3 separate regions of the Mus musculus genome follow, and regions 2 and 3 are each linked to region 1. A link is a contact called in public Hi-C and promoter capture Hi-C data. All regions are on one chromosome and are shown on one strand. The core of a region is the stretch at or near the end of the contact, and the rest is flanking DNA. Distances in the headings are between cores, read along the strand shown. Region 1 overlaps Psen1 (presenilin 1). Region 2 holds the start of Pnma1 (paraneoplastic antigen MA1). Region 3 holds the start of Acot2 (acyl-CoA thioesterase 2).

What was found. Promoter capture Hi-C pulls out the DNA fragments that hold promoters and counts their contacts. Hi-C and Micro-C count contacts between places; a contact is called where the count stands out from the background.
Region 2: a Hi-C map of cerebral cortex shows a contact between it and region 1, with 7 times the contacts expected there. The contact joins the promoter of Pnma1 here to the enhancer-like site in region 1. A contact is called at or near these places in 8 of 39 promoter capture datasets (the C10 cell line, the HPC-7 cell line, cranial neural crest and 4 more), 1 of 15 datasets of contacts at CTCF or cohesin (pro-B cells), 8 of 484 Hi-C or Micro-C datasets (the HPC-7 cell line, LSK cells, cerebellar granule neurons and 5 more) and 3 of 9 other capture datasets (embryonic stem cells, liver and macrophages).
Region 3: a promoter capture Hi-C map of hippocampal neurons shows a contact between it and region 1, with 3 times the contacts expected there. The contact joins the promoter of Acot2 here to the enhancer-like site in region 1. A contact is called at or near these places in 5 of 39 promoter capture datasets (the 3T3-L1 cell line, the C10 cell line, HPC-7-derived erythroid cells and 1 more), 1 of 15 datasets of contacts at CTCF or cohesin (large pre-B cells), 2 of 484 Hi-C or Micro-C datasets (the Ba/F3 cell line and bone marrow-derived macrophages), 2 of 115 datasets of contacts at active chromatin or transcription factors (T-cell acute lymphoblastic leukemia and bone marrow-derived macrophages) and 1 of 9 other capture datasets (pancreatic islet).

Annotation. Positions count from the first base shown.
Region 1 is chr12:83,715,127-83,719,205 of GRCm38.p6, forward strand. The region is part of intron 5 of Psen1 (presenilin 1); the gene reads left to right. Among named protein-coding and RNA genes, the nearest start is that of Psen1, 29 kb to the left of the region's middle. Within about 2 kb of position 1,720, at least 13 of the 459 cell types and tissues checked have an H3K27ac peak or open chromatin away from gene starts, as enhancers often do. A contact at or near this core is called in cerebral cortex, cortical neurons and hippocampal neurons, where this site is marked.
Region 2 is chr12:84,146,335-84,150,413 of GRCm38.p6, forward strand. It overlaps Pnma1 (paraneoplastic antigen MA1), which reads right to left and starts at 2,155. Exons shown (of 1, transcript NM_027438.3): 1 at 1-2,155. The coding sequence starts at 1,593. The coding sequence ends at 532. It overlaps Mideas (mitotic deacetylase associated SANT domain protein), which reads right to left. Exons shown (of 13, transcript NM_001163501.1): 13 at 2,834-4,079.
Region 3 is chr12:83,985,533-83,989,611 of GRCm38.p6, forward strand. It overlaps Acot2 (acyl-CoA thioesterase 2), which reads left to right and starts at 2,329. Exons shown (of 3, transcript NM_134188.3): 1 at 2,329-2,949. The coding sequence starts at 2,370.

The DNA of each region.
Region 1 (4,079 bases), core at 470-2,969:
TCACGTTCTGAGCCCCTTCACAGCCTCCTTGTCTTGACTTGGTCTAGCAAAGAGGAAGTGTCTTATATTTTGGATCTAAGTTATTTTTCCTTTTATTCTGAAGCATGTTGAAAGTACCAGAAGACATACATGGAAAACAGGTGTTTTCATGTAAGGTCACATGTTTTCAGTATTTTGATTTATAGTGTGCCTATGGCATTCCAAAGACTTTTGTATATATTGTCCTTAACAAATAGTGCTATAGAATTTAAGTGCCCCATAAGCCACCTTCAGATGCTGCTACTGAACGCAGTAGTGACTGGCCCCTCACTTGAGAACCAGCATCATTTGCTTAGTCTCTCAGAGCAGCCCTGCTTCTTACCTTGGTCAATGGGCACAGGGAGAAGTTGCAGCAGAGATGCAGGCCCAGCCTCCCAGCCTGTCCCCCTCTCTCCCTCTCCTCCCCTCTCTTCTCCCTCTCTTCTCCCCCCTCCTTCCCCCTCCTCCTCCCCTCCCTCCCTCCCTCCCTCCCTCCCTCAGTAAGCAACTGCGTCCTGGACCTCAGCCACCCAGCACATGCTTCATACTCAAACCTCAGAAAATCAACAAATCAATACTGGTCATGGAATCTTCAGGTCGTCCTCAGTAGTAGGAACAGTAAATGTTAACTCTCCGTATTGAAGTTTACTCTCTGTCTACATTATTTTCTCCTAGATTTTTCTTTGGGGTTTGTTTTGTTTTGTTTTGTTTTGTTTTTTGAGACAGGGTTTCTCTGTGTAGCCCTGGCTGGCCTCAAACTCACTCTGTAGACCAGGCTGGTCTCAAACTCAAAAGATTCACCTGCCTCTGCCTCCCCAGCGTTGAGATTAAAGATCTGCGCCGCCACCACCTGACAAATAGCGTGTTGTGCAGCGGTTTTCTCCGCACGTCTCACTGCACCTGTGTCTGTCTGCTTGCCAGTCTTTACCTCCTGGTCCCTTTCTTGGCCTTAGTGGACACATCCTGGACCTCAGCTGATTAGGGACCAGGCTTGTTCTTTTGCCTCCTTTTACGATTTTATTGGGGGTAGAATTCTGCCTTCTTCCACGTTTATTCTCCCCCACTTCCAGATTTCCTGCCTTTCATTTTTCAAAGTTGCCTGTGTACTACATACAGAGGTGTGGACTCAGCATTGAATTTCCTGAGAGTTTTTTTTCCTAGTAATCTTGGGAAGTTACTTAGTTTCTGTGTACTTTTACATTCCATATGGAGAAAGAGGCCACCATCTGTAAACTACCTCTCCTTGCCTCTGTTTTCAGTTTTTCCTGCACTGATCTGTTGATGACAATAAGCCAACTGTATGGACTATGTGCGTACTCCGTGTTTCATTTGGCATCTCACGAGCAGTGCATGCGCACACCTCCTACTTTCCCAGCTGTCCAGATGAGGCGTGGGGGCAGGGTCACAGTTGCTGTGGGTCAGAGACTAATGAATCAGTTTGGGAATTCGCGTTCAGAATTTGGCCTTGATTGACTGACAGGCATTATGTAAAATTCCTCTCAAACCTAGTCCTTCTTTCCTAAAGGCCATGGTCCTTGGCGCCCCCATGGAATCTGTTTATCTGCTTGGCAATACTTCCCTAGTTCTATCCGCTGCCTTTGCAAACTTGGTTTTTCTGGATCCTCTCGCCATTGGCTTGTTAGTGTGCGTTCTGACCTTGGTTCCTTTCCTCCTCTGCAGTTCCCCTCAGGCTCACAACCCAGTCCCAGACTCTGGAGGCTTTCCCCTCCTTTGTTTCTCAGAGAGCCCTGATTAGGGCTGGAGAAATGGTTTATCCGTAGGAGCACTGGCTGCTCTTGCAGAGGACATGAAACCGATGAATTTAGTTTCCTACTCCCACGTCTTGGCTCATATTCGTTCCTCACTCTGTTTCCAGGGGATCCAACAACAACCTCTTTTGGCTCCTGGGGTGGCAGGCACAAATGGCACTTACTGCATACATATACACACATGCACAGGGAAACCATGCATACACATAAGGAAAAAAAAAAACCTTTGAAACAAAATCACTTACTCTCTGGATTAATTTTGTACCCTCAGATCTAACCTTAAATTTTTTTAAAATTAAGTTTATATAGTGTATGTCATGTGGACATGTATGTTCCATGCTTCATATGTAGAAGTCAGAGGTGAGTTTGCAGGAGTCATTTCTCTCCTTCCATGTTGTGTGACAGACTTTTCCTGCAGCACACATCTGCTCGCCAGAAAAGATGAGCGTAGCACTCAGTAGCAAAGTAAAAACAACTGAGCCGGGGTCTGACGAGCGAGCCAGTGAGGCAAAGGACAGACTTTTTTCTTTTCTTTTTTTCTTTTTTGAGACAGGGTTTCTCTGTGTAGCCCTGGCTGTCCTCGAACTCACTCTGTAGACCAGGCTGGCCTCGAACTCAGAAATCTGCCTGCCTCTGCCTCCTGAGTGCTGAGATTAAAGGCGTGCGCTAACACTGTCTGGCAAGGATATACTTACACTGAGAGGTTGCTTACAAGGAGCAGGGATGATTCAAAAGCAGCTCTGTCCCTGAGAGGGCCACTCCAAAAAAAAAAAAAAAAAGCTGCCACCCTGGAGCTCCCTGCATGGCTGTGGGCAGCTCCCAGCTACCTTTCTGCATTTGGGCTGCTAGAATCTCCACCCCAAGCGGTCGTTTGCTCCTTTGTATGTTGTTGCCGACTGGGCCGCAGGAATCTTGTGAGGTTCTGTTCCCTCAGCTATGTGGCCTTTGATTTCGTTTGAGGCTTCTAAAGGGAATGTCTCAGATCAGAGGAAAATAAATGTCATCCAAGAGGACCTGCCTCAGTTGTCACGCCTGCCAGCAAGTGCCTTCACCAACAAAGCTATCTTGCTGTCCTGAAGACAACTTTGATTCAGTGCTTTCAGCCTAGAAGTCATTGCTTATTGGACCCATGGTTTGTTGGTTGATTTATTAATTCTACTTTGATATCTACAAACACATATCCTCCATCCCCTTATCTTCAATAGGTCTGCTTTGCTAACTTTTTTTTAAACTTTATTTACTTATTTATTTAATTCATTTTACAGTCTAATTGCTGCCCTCCCCTCACACAGTCCCCTTCCCCCTTCTCCTCTGAGAGGGTGGAGGCCCCCATTGGGTCTCCCCCCACCCTATCACATCACGTCTTTGAGGTCTAGGTGCAACCTCTCCCACTGAGGCCAGACAGTGCAGCCCAGTGAAGGGAACATATTTCACAGATAGGCAACAGCTTTGGGGACATCTCCTGCTCCAGTTTTTGGGGTACCCACATGAAGACCAAGCTGCACATCTGCTGCCTGGGTGCAGGGGCCTGCTTTGCTGGCTTTGATGTTGCTCCTGTTCATCCATTGTCTTCTTTCTTACTGGTCACTTCCTTTCCCAAGTTCCTCTAGGCCAGTCATCCCCAGGCTAGCCTTTCTACTTCTTTAGCTTGATTTCACGTGCCACAAAAACAAAGGTACCCCAGTGTCTTGGGGCTTTTTTAATTGTTGTTTGTTTTGAGATAGAACCTCATTGCATATTCTGGCTGTCCTAGAGCTCAATGTGTAGACCAAGCTAGCCTCAGACTCATGGATTAAAGGCAATACTCAGCCATGCCTCGTCCTTTTAATGAAAGTGCTAATGCTCCCTCCCATCACCCTCTTTCCGTACTTAAGGTATATTTTCAACTTCCTTGCATCTTCTACGGTTTGTTAATACTGTTACTTGAAATCTAGTAGTTATAGTTTTCATTTCTAGAATTTATATTTGTCTGTTTTAAAGATGTTAGATCATTTTGGGTATAATCTTTTTGTCCAGATTTAATTTTTTTCCTATTAGTTTCCTGTCTTTATGATATCTTAAGTTTTGGGGAAGGATAATTCTATTGACTTTTACTCATGGTGATTTATACCGTGAATGAGTGATTTCTGGTCATTTTGAGTTTATATCTTTGAAGAGTTTATTAGAGTCATTTTGCATGCACGTGAGCAGTTGAAGATTGGCACATGCCAAAAACTGCCTTTGACCCTCATGCCACCTGACCTGATTTCTATTTTCCTTTAAAATTTTTTTTTTTTTTTAGGGAAAAGAGGG
Region 2 (4,079 bases), core at 905-3,404, 430 kb after region 1:
ACTTTTAGTCCGAGGATCCTTTTCAGGGAAACTGATTCCAGCGTTGAGCCGTGAGGAATTAGAAATCCGCATTTTTCAAGATGAGTAATATCTTCTAATAGAATCACATTCTTTCCATCGATACAAATTGGGAACAATTTACAGTAAAACCATCCACAGTGTTAGTAACAAACACAAGAGTTTGTACTGTACAGTCTGTGAACCTGGTGCGCGGTTAGCATCAGAACCTGCAGCTTCGCAACCACCTTGACAGGAAGTGTCACAGCTTCACGTTTGTGCACAGCTGTCAGAGATGTCGCCAGGAGGGCTGGCATCAAGCATTCACTTTAGGCAGTAAGGACCACCTTTACCGTTGCAGCTCCTGACAATCACACACTTCTGTGAATGTTACAGGAATATGCGGGCCTGACTTCCCCATCCCATCCCTCAGGAAACAAAACCAAGCCAGGAGGAGGCTGGGTGCTTGCTTTGAGTGGCAGGCTTACTAAAACGTCACAGGTATATCAAAAGCAGCCTGGCCAGTCCTAGGACTCAGAAGTGCCCCTCCAGGCCTAGCTGCAAGAGGGCGGCCTCGGCCTCCTCCTCCTCCTTCTTGGCTTCCTCCTCTCGAATCTGCACCAGTAACTGGAAGAGGTTGGGTGCAGGCCCTTCCTCAGCCCCGGCCAGCCACAACTGCCTTCGGAGGGCCCCACTGTGGTTAGCCCCAGCGATGACCTGCTCCAAGCGAGCCTGGTTCACGTTATCTTTATCAATGACCCCCTTGTCTACTACCTTTTGCAGCAGAGGCTCCAGACGGATAACATACGAAGATAACTTTTCTCCTGGGTTCTGGTAAGTGTTCAGAAATCTGACCTGTGCATCTCTAGAGCTCTCCACACTCCCAAAGACCTGCTCAAGAGCCTTCAGGCATTCTGCGGTCGTTATGGCGGCGTTGTTGGTCTTGAGGATGCGGATGACGTCAGCAGCGGGGCCTCTCAAACTCTCCATCAACCGCCGTCTCTTTTCTATATCCGACACCTGCCATTCCTCTATGATTTCATTTGAGTGCTCCAGCCAGGAATCAAAGGTTTCCTCGCCAGGCCCGGGAATGTCCTTCCCGGAGAATAACGTCAGCTTCTTATACCATATGGACTCAACAAGAGGTTGAATAACATTATCCAAAATATAGTTGAGCATCTCTGCTGGCATTTCCGGGCCTGGAGCTGGAGCAGGGTTCTGAAACCCAAGCACACGAGCAACATCTTGCACGGTCCACCCTTCCCTAGCTAGAAAGAGGTGCAGCCTTTCCAAAAAAACTGCGTCGGAAGTGGGGGGTTTAAACACCACTTTCCAGAGCCCTCCTTTGCCTGGCATCTCCCTGGGTATCAGGGAGTAATCCACTGCCCCAGTGAGCTCTAACAAGGCTGCTTTAGCATTTTCTTCCCTCCAGAACATTCTCCCCAGCACTCGATAGGATACCTGGGGCATCGCAGCTTGGAGGGTCTCTTCAATTTCGGTCTCATCACAGTTCACAGGGATCCCCCAGACCAACAGAGCTCTCTGAGAGTTCACATCCATTCCCCTGCACCAGTCTTCCAATAGTGTCATAGCCATTTCACCCAACTATTAAAAGTGCCAGTTCTACAGACACTGCTTGGACTGGCTCACGAGGCTATAGGGCCTAGGACAATACAACATGCTCTCCTCCCCCGGTAGGCCAGGGGGCGACAAGCTTCAGGCAACCACAATTACCAAAAGACACCAGAGTTCCTTCTTGTCCCTTCCGGGTCCCAAGTCAGGGTCGGGAGCCACGGGACACTCCGCCTATCACTCGAATGTCGCCCCCTTTGGTCCGGGCAGGGAGGGCTGAACTGGCTGCAGCTGTGTCTGGCGTCACCGCTTAAAGAGAGGGAGCAAGGTGGGCTCAAGACTGATGACTCCGGGCGGGAGATGGCTGGGTGCGGTCGCGGGGCGTGGCAGCTCCTCCCACCTCTCCCCGGCACGCCGGCGGGCTGAGGGTCACGCGAGGCCGTGGCTTGGCTACGTGGGGAGAGGCGGCACTCCGAGCACCGGGAACCCAAGCGGCAGGAAGCACGGGATGGGGGAGAAACTCGGCTGGAGGCAGCTCTGCCTAGCGCTTATGTCCGCGCGCTCCCGCAACGGCCGGCGTGCAGCTGCAGTGGAGGGCGGAACCGGTCCGCTTGTCTCCCCCAGTGTCACCGTGACAACTGTGTCCATGACGACGCGAGATACGCGGGCTCCAGAGGATCTGGCGGTTGCTATGGTGCCAAGAAGGGGTTTGAGGAGTCTATTCTATGACGGCGCATTTCTTTTTACACCCCCCCCCCCGCCTTCCCTGATTCTTTCTTAGCTATTGCTACGCATGCTTTATTTAATTTTGCCGTGGATTTAAGCTGGCTTTATTGATACGCATCTACCACGACGGACTTATCTCATATTGCTCATCCATTCTATGAATTCAGTCTTTAACTCTGACTTCCGGGAACCACCTGATCCCACTCTGCAACTACTTGGTTCCTCCCCACAAAACTAGGAAAGAGAATTCCATCTACTGGTTCCTGTGAGTGTCTGACTTGGCTTTCTTGTTTAAAGTGTGTGTGTGTGTGTGTGTGTGTGTGTGTGTGTGTGTGTACACAAAACCCCGTGACTACTTACCTTTGTAGCCAGGCAAACTGCAAACATATTGCCTTCTTATCCTTACTGAGTATACAAGATAGCAAAACAGAATGTTTATGGCCCCGAAAAGGCGGGTAAGTTCTCTTCAAGCAAAACAAGGCCTATCAGTCCCAGACGGCAAAAACACCCCTATAAGAATGTGGTATTCAACAATGAATTTTTTTTAAAACCTTATTTAATAAAAGGTCTTAAGATACAGAACATTCAAAAGTAAATAAGTTACATAGGTACATTACAATCACAGCAAGATTCTCTTTAGTGTATTAATTTTTTTTTTATAAAAAGCACACAAAAAATAAAATTTTCAGTCTGGTCTATCACAACTGTACACAAAGAGGTAATATTTATATTTATATATATATATATATGTACACTATTTTAATATGTAACAGTCTTTTTTAAAAAGAGTGCCACAGGCAACAAACACATGAAAGGCAGTGTCTGACCATTTTGTTTCAAAATAAAAGGAATATACTTACTTTATGCTATTAAAATATTTGTACACTAATTACAGACTGTCAAGGCTGTTCTGTGCTCCATCCTCTCCAGCAAGGCCTTTAACGTAAGAGACAAATGAGGAAAAGTTCTAACAGCTGCAATTTTTTTTTTTTTGAGGCAACAAACACAGCCAAATGTGGGTTAGACACAACTGTTTTTATATAAAAATATGCATACTTCCTGTAAAAACCTAAGGGGTTAGGCTTTGCCAGTCTAGTAATAAATAATAACCCAGAACAGTGAGCCCCAATAAAAACATTTCAACAGCTGAGGCTTGAGTACTATTGCACTCTTCCTCCTCTGTCTTTAACATCTGGCACATGAGAAGAAAGAGGTTGGGTGACTGAGGCAGTTAAATATAGGCAATCCCTTTAGACATCATGAGCACAGGGCCTCTGTGCCGGGGTGGGAGGTGGGGCGGCAAGGACGGTGGGTGGGTGGGTACTTTAGCTCTAAGGGGGCTGCTGAAGGCTTGGAGGACAGCAGTGAGGGCAAGAGACCTCAGAGATGGCCCAGAACACAGGCACGGTCAGTGTCATGGCCTTCTCTGAATGCAGGTGGAAGCTGGGGGACAGGCAGGGTGACACTGTATAGGGACGTTATTGTCAAACAGGGAGCTCTGAATAGAAAGAACAACAAAAGCCAAGCCCAGTGTGTTCGTACGAGAAAGCACCAGTAAGGACGCGCCTGCGCCAGCCTCCGGCCGCACGTGCATCTCCGCTTTGAACTAGTTCAGTTTCCACACGGGCGCGCTGGAGCATGGGCCCCTCTAAAACAGTGTCTGGTGGGATCACTACCTAAAGGTACCATCTTTATCCCCCCACCCCCACCCCGGCTATAGTCATCTGGTCTCTGTGAACTTAGAAAAGTTCTTGCTTTTTTGCTGTTTTTAATTAAGATTTCTA
Region 3 (4,079 bases), core at 1,079-3,578, 270 kb after region 1:
GGATCCATTTAGTACTTAGTGTTTTGTTAAATTATTTAATGAAGTGTGCTATAAATATGACATTACTGATGCTTAGATACACATTTTTTTAAAAAAACCAATCCTTTTGAGTTAATAAGCTTTCATAACAAAATAAATTAAAATTCTTTTTCTCTTATTTCTTCTTCTTCTTCTTCTTCTTCTTCTTCTTCTTCTTCTTCTTCTTCTTCTTCTTCTTCTTCTGGTTTTTCAAGACAGGGTTTCTCTGTGTAGCCCTGGCTGTCCTAGAACTCACTCTGTAGACCAGGCTGTCCTCAAACTCAGAAATCTGCCTGCCTCTGCCTCCCAAGTGCTGGGATTAGAGGTATTATTATTTTTAAAAGACAAGGGCTGTCTAAGTACTCCTGGCTGTCCTGGCGCTCGCTGTGGAGCCCAGGCTGACCTTGAACTTGCAGTGATTCTCCTGCCTCTGCTGGGACTACAGATATGAGCCAGTGTACCTGGCTTTTTATTGTAGTTTTAATACTTCATTTTAATCATATAGTCTGGCTGCCCAGCATGTCATAGTAAACATGGTTAGGGACCTTGGAGTGTTACAAGCACTGCTGCAACAACTCATTCCCGGGCACTGCCTTTAACAGGTAGTCTTAGACCAGAATGATAGTCTTTTTTTTTTTTTTCTTTTTTTTAACAGATTGCTGGGTGTGGAGGGGAGGTATTTGAGTGCATTTTCTAAATTCTCTTCTCAATATAGGACATCATTGCATGAGAGGCACTTAAAGAATTTAAAGGTCCTTATAGGCAGGGAATGGTGCCCTAAGGTGTAGAATCCAGCATTTCCAGTTGCCTAGCTGTGTGTGCCTTAGCAAATCAGGCTCTCTGGTTCTAATTGTTCACCAAATAGGGTTCTTATTAGGATTAAAAATAAGCTATTATTATTATTTACTTTTTTTGGTTCCTGGGACTGGATGCACAAAATAAGGTTGAAGAATCCATAGTAGCAATACAAAAACAGTTATTTCCAAGTTCCATGACCAGTGCGGTGCGAGGTCATTTGAAACTCGGTGAAAAGTTTTGCCTGGGCAAGATCTTCAAGGTAGATACCCTAGCCTGCTTTTTCTATAAGTGTGATAAAACTCCGACCAAAAACAGCTAGCGGAGGAAAAGGTGTATTTGGCATTCATTTCCTGAGGAAAGTCAAACAGCAACTCAAGCAGGGGGCGTGAACCACAGGGGAGCAATGACTTGTTTCCCTACACACACACACACACACACACACACACACACACCGTTTGTATGTCTCTGATCCCTAGAGTTGAACTTGCAGAATGCTGTGAGCTCCCTTATGGCTGAGGGAAATGAGTTCAAGTCCTTCGGAAGAACAGCCTGTACTTTTAACCTCTGAGCTAATTCTCCAGGCCCCATCCCCACCCCCAGCTTTCTAATAAAATCTAGCTGACCTGCCCAGCGTGGAACCTCCCGCAGTGGGCTAGGTCCTCCCACACAAACCATCAGTGACACATAGGCCAATATGATACAGGCATTGCCCCAAGTGAGGATCCCTGCCTATTCCAAGGTGTTTCTAGTTTGGGTCAAGTAAACAAAATCTAACACAGTTGTCTTCTTAGGAACAGAGACAAATACAACTTATATAGTCTCAGGTTTCTGTAATAATAAAGATGTGCAATAATCCTTGTAAGGTTTAAGGCCTTGGAAGAAAAAAAAATCACTGATTGGAAGCAATAGCTTATATAACACTTGGGAAATGTGTAAAATCCGGGATGAGTAGGAAAAAGTGTTTGCCTAGAGGGTCAAAAGACGAGCTCAATGTAAACTATGACATCATTTGACTATTTTTACACGAGTGTGGAATGTAGGTAAAGGGTCACACAGCCCATGAGACATTAAGGCCATTGGACATGGACATTAATGTGTAGACTAAGCACGCGCAAACAGCACACAAACAAAATATCATGATGCACGTTTTTGAAAGAACAGTCCTAAGATTAGTAACGAGTGTCTATTACTCTAGGACGTGATGAAACTCAATTGCAATCTCACATTCTTGACTCTGCAACCTTAGGAATTTGGCGACTGGAGGTTTCATTGGGTGAGAGGCTTTTAAGAGCGAGCCCTGGTCCAGCCCACTTTTCATGGGGTAAAGAGCACCTGAAAAACAGTGCTAGGTTCCGGATATAACGGAGTCTTAACGCACAGACGCCTTAGTCAAAGCGTCACTACTACTTTTGCTTTTGTTGCTTGCTTTGCTCTGTGATCCTCCCAGCTCAGCAAGCACACAGCTCAGTCTAAGGACTGCAGGCAGGCAGCTGGCCACTAGAGGATCTCTTAACTTTCTCTGCGGAACCGAGGGCTGAAGTCAACGACGCAAAATGGTGGCCTCGTCTTTCGCTGTCCTGAGAGCAAGCAGGTTGTGCCAACAGGATTGGAAGAGCTGGGCGCGGCTGTTTGTACCTCCGCCGCTCAGCACTGGTGGCCGGACCACTTGGGCGCGGACAAATGCGACGCTGAGCGTAGAGCCCGAGGGCCGCAGCTGCTGGGACGAGCCGCTGAGCATCGCCGTGCGCGGCCTGGCCCCCGAGCAGCCCGTCACGCTGCGCTCTGCCTTGCGCGACGAGAAGGGCGCGCTCTTCCGAGCCCACGCGCGCTACCGCGCCGACGCTGGCGGCGAGCTGAACCTGGCGCGCGCGCCCGCGCTGGGCGGCAGCTTCTCGGGGCTCGAGCCCATGGGGCTGCTCTGGGCCATGGAGCCCGAACGGCCTCTCTGGCGCCTGATCAAGCGCGACGTGCAGACGCCCTTCTTGGTGGAGCTGGAGGTGCTGGACGGACACGAGCCCGATGGCGGGCAGCGGCTGGCGCAGGCGGTGCACGAGCGTCACTTCTTGGCTCCCGGGGTGCGGCGCGTGCCCGTACGAGAGGGCCGGGTGCGCGCCACGCTCTTCCTGCCCCCAGGTGAGCAGCCCTCCACATTTCCCTTTGCTCAAAGTTCCCTGTGGGTGTTTGTTTGTTTGTTTGCTTTTGGTTTTTTTTGAGACAGGGTTTCTTGTATAGCCCTGGCTGTCCTGGAACTCACTCTAGACCAGGCTGGCCTCGAACTCAGAAGTGAAGAAAAGGGTAGCTCCAAATGATCTAGGACTTGGTGGGAAGGAGATAGGACTGGACTGGACTGGACTGGACCGGAAGAAGCCTGTTATAGTGATGCTGTTTGCCTGAAGCTGGTCCTTCAATTCCGCTGCTAAATTAAAAGGGCATCATAAGACAAGGGGAGAGGCTCCTAATAATAAAGTCCGCAGTGTTACACCCACATCCCCTAATGTTCTTTTAGAATGTCTTCTGTCTTTTCTTGTGGCAGTGTGGGAACTCAAACTTGGCAAGCACTCTTCTACGAAGTTTCCAATATTTTTAATTTTTCTTGGTTTTTAGCTGCATATGGAGGTTCCAGCAAAGGAGGCAGGAGAATCAACAGAACTCTCAGGCAGTGATGGGGGAAAGAACTCTCAGGAGAAGCCATTAGTATTCTGACATTGAGACAAGCTTCATACACTTGGGCTAGAGGGTGTGGCTCCGTTGGTAGAGTGCTTGCTTGGAGTAGTACTGGGTGCTATCCCCAGCACAGGGTAAACCTGGCAAGAAGGCACAGCACTGCAATCCCAGCACCCACAGGTCGAGGTGGGAGAACCAGAAGCTCTCGTTCATTGTTGGCTACAGAGCCTTACTGGGTTATACCGGTATATTAGATGGTCTTGCCTCAAAATAACAACAACAAAAATGGCTAAGTAAGCAAAATCAACAAAATATTTAAATGACAACTAAAAGTGGTTAAAGAGAGGTACACACACACCCATGGGCATGATGAAGAAGGAATTTTCAAGGGCCCCTTCTATCTTAGTATGCATCTGTTCGTGAGCAGGTGCTGGCCCAGTGTTTGCTCTGTTCTTGTTTAAATTGGTCATGTGGAAGACAAGCCTCTTTTTTCAAAGACTTACTTATTTTATTTATATAAGTCCACTGTAGCTGTCTTCAGATGCACCAGAAGAGGGCATCAGATCCCATCACATGGTTGTGAGCCACCATGTGGTTGC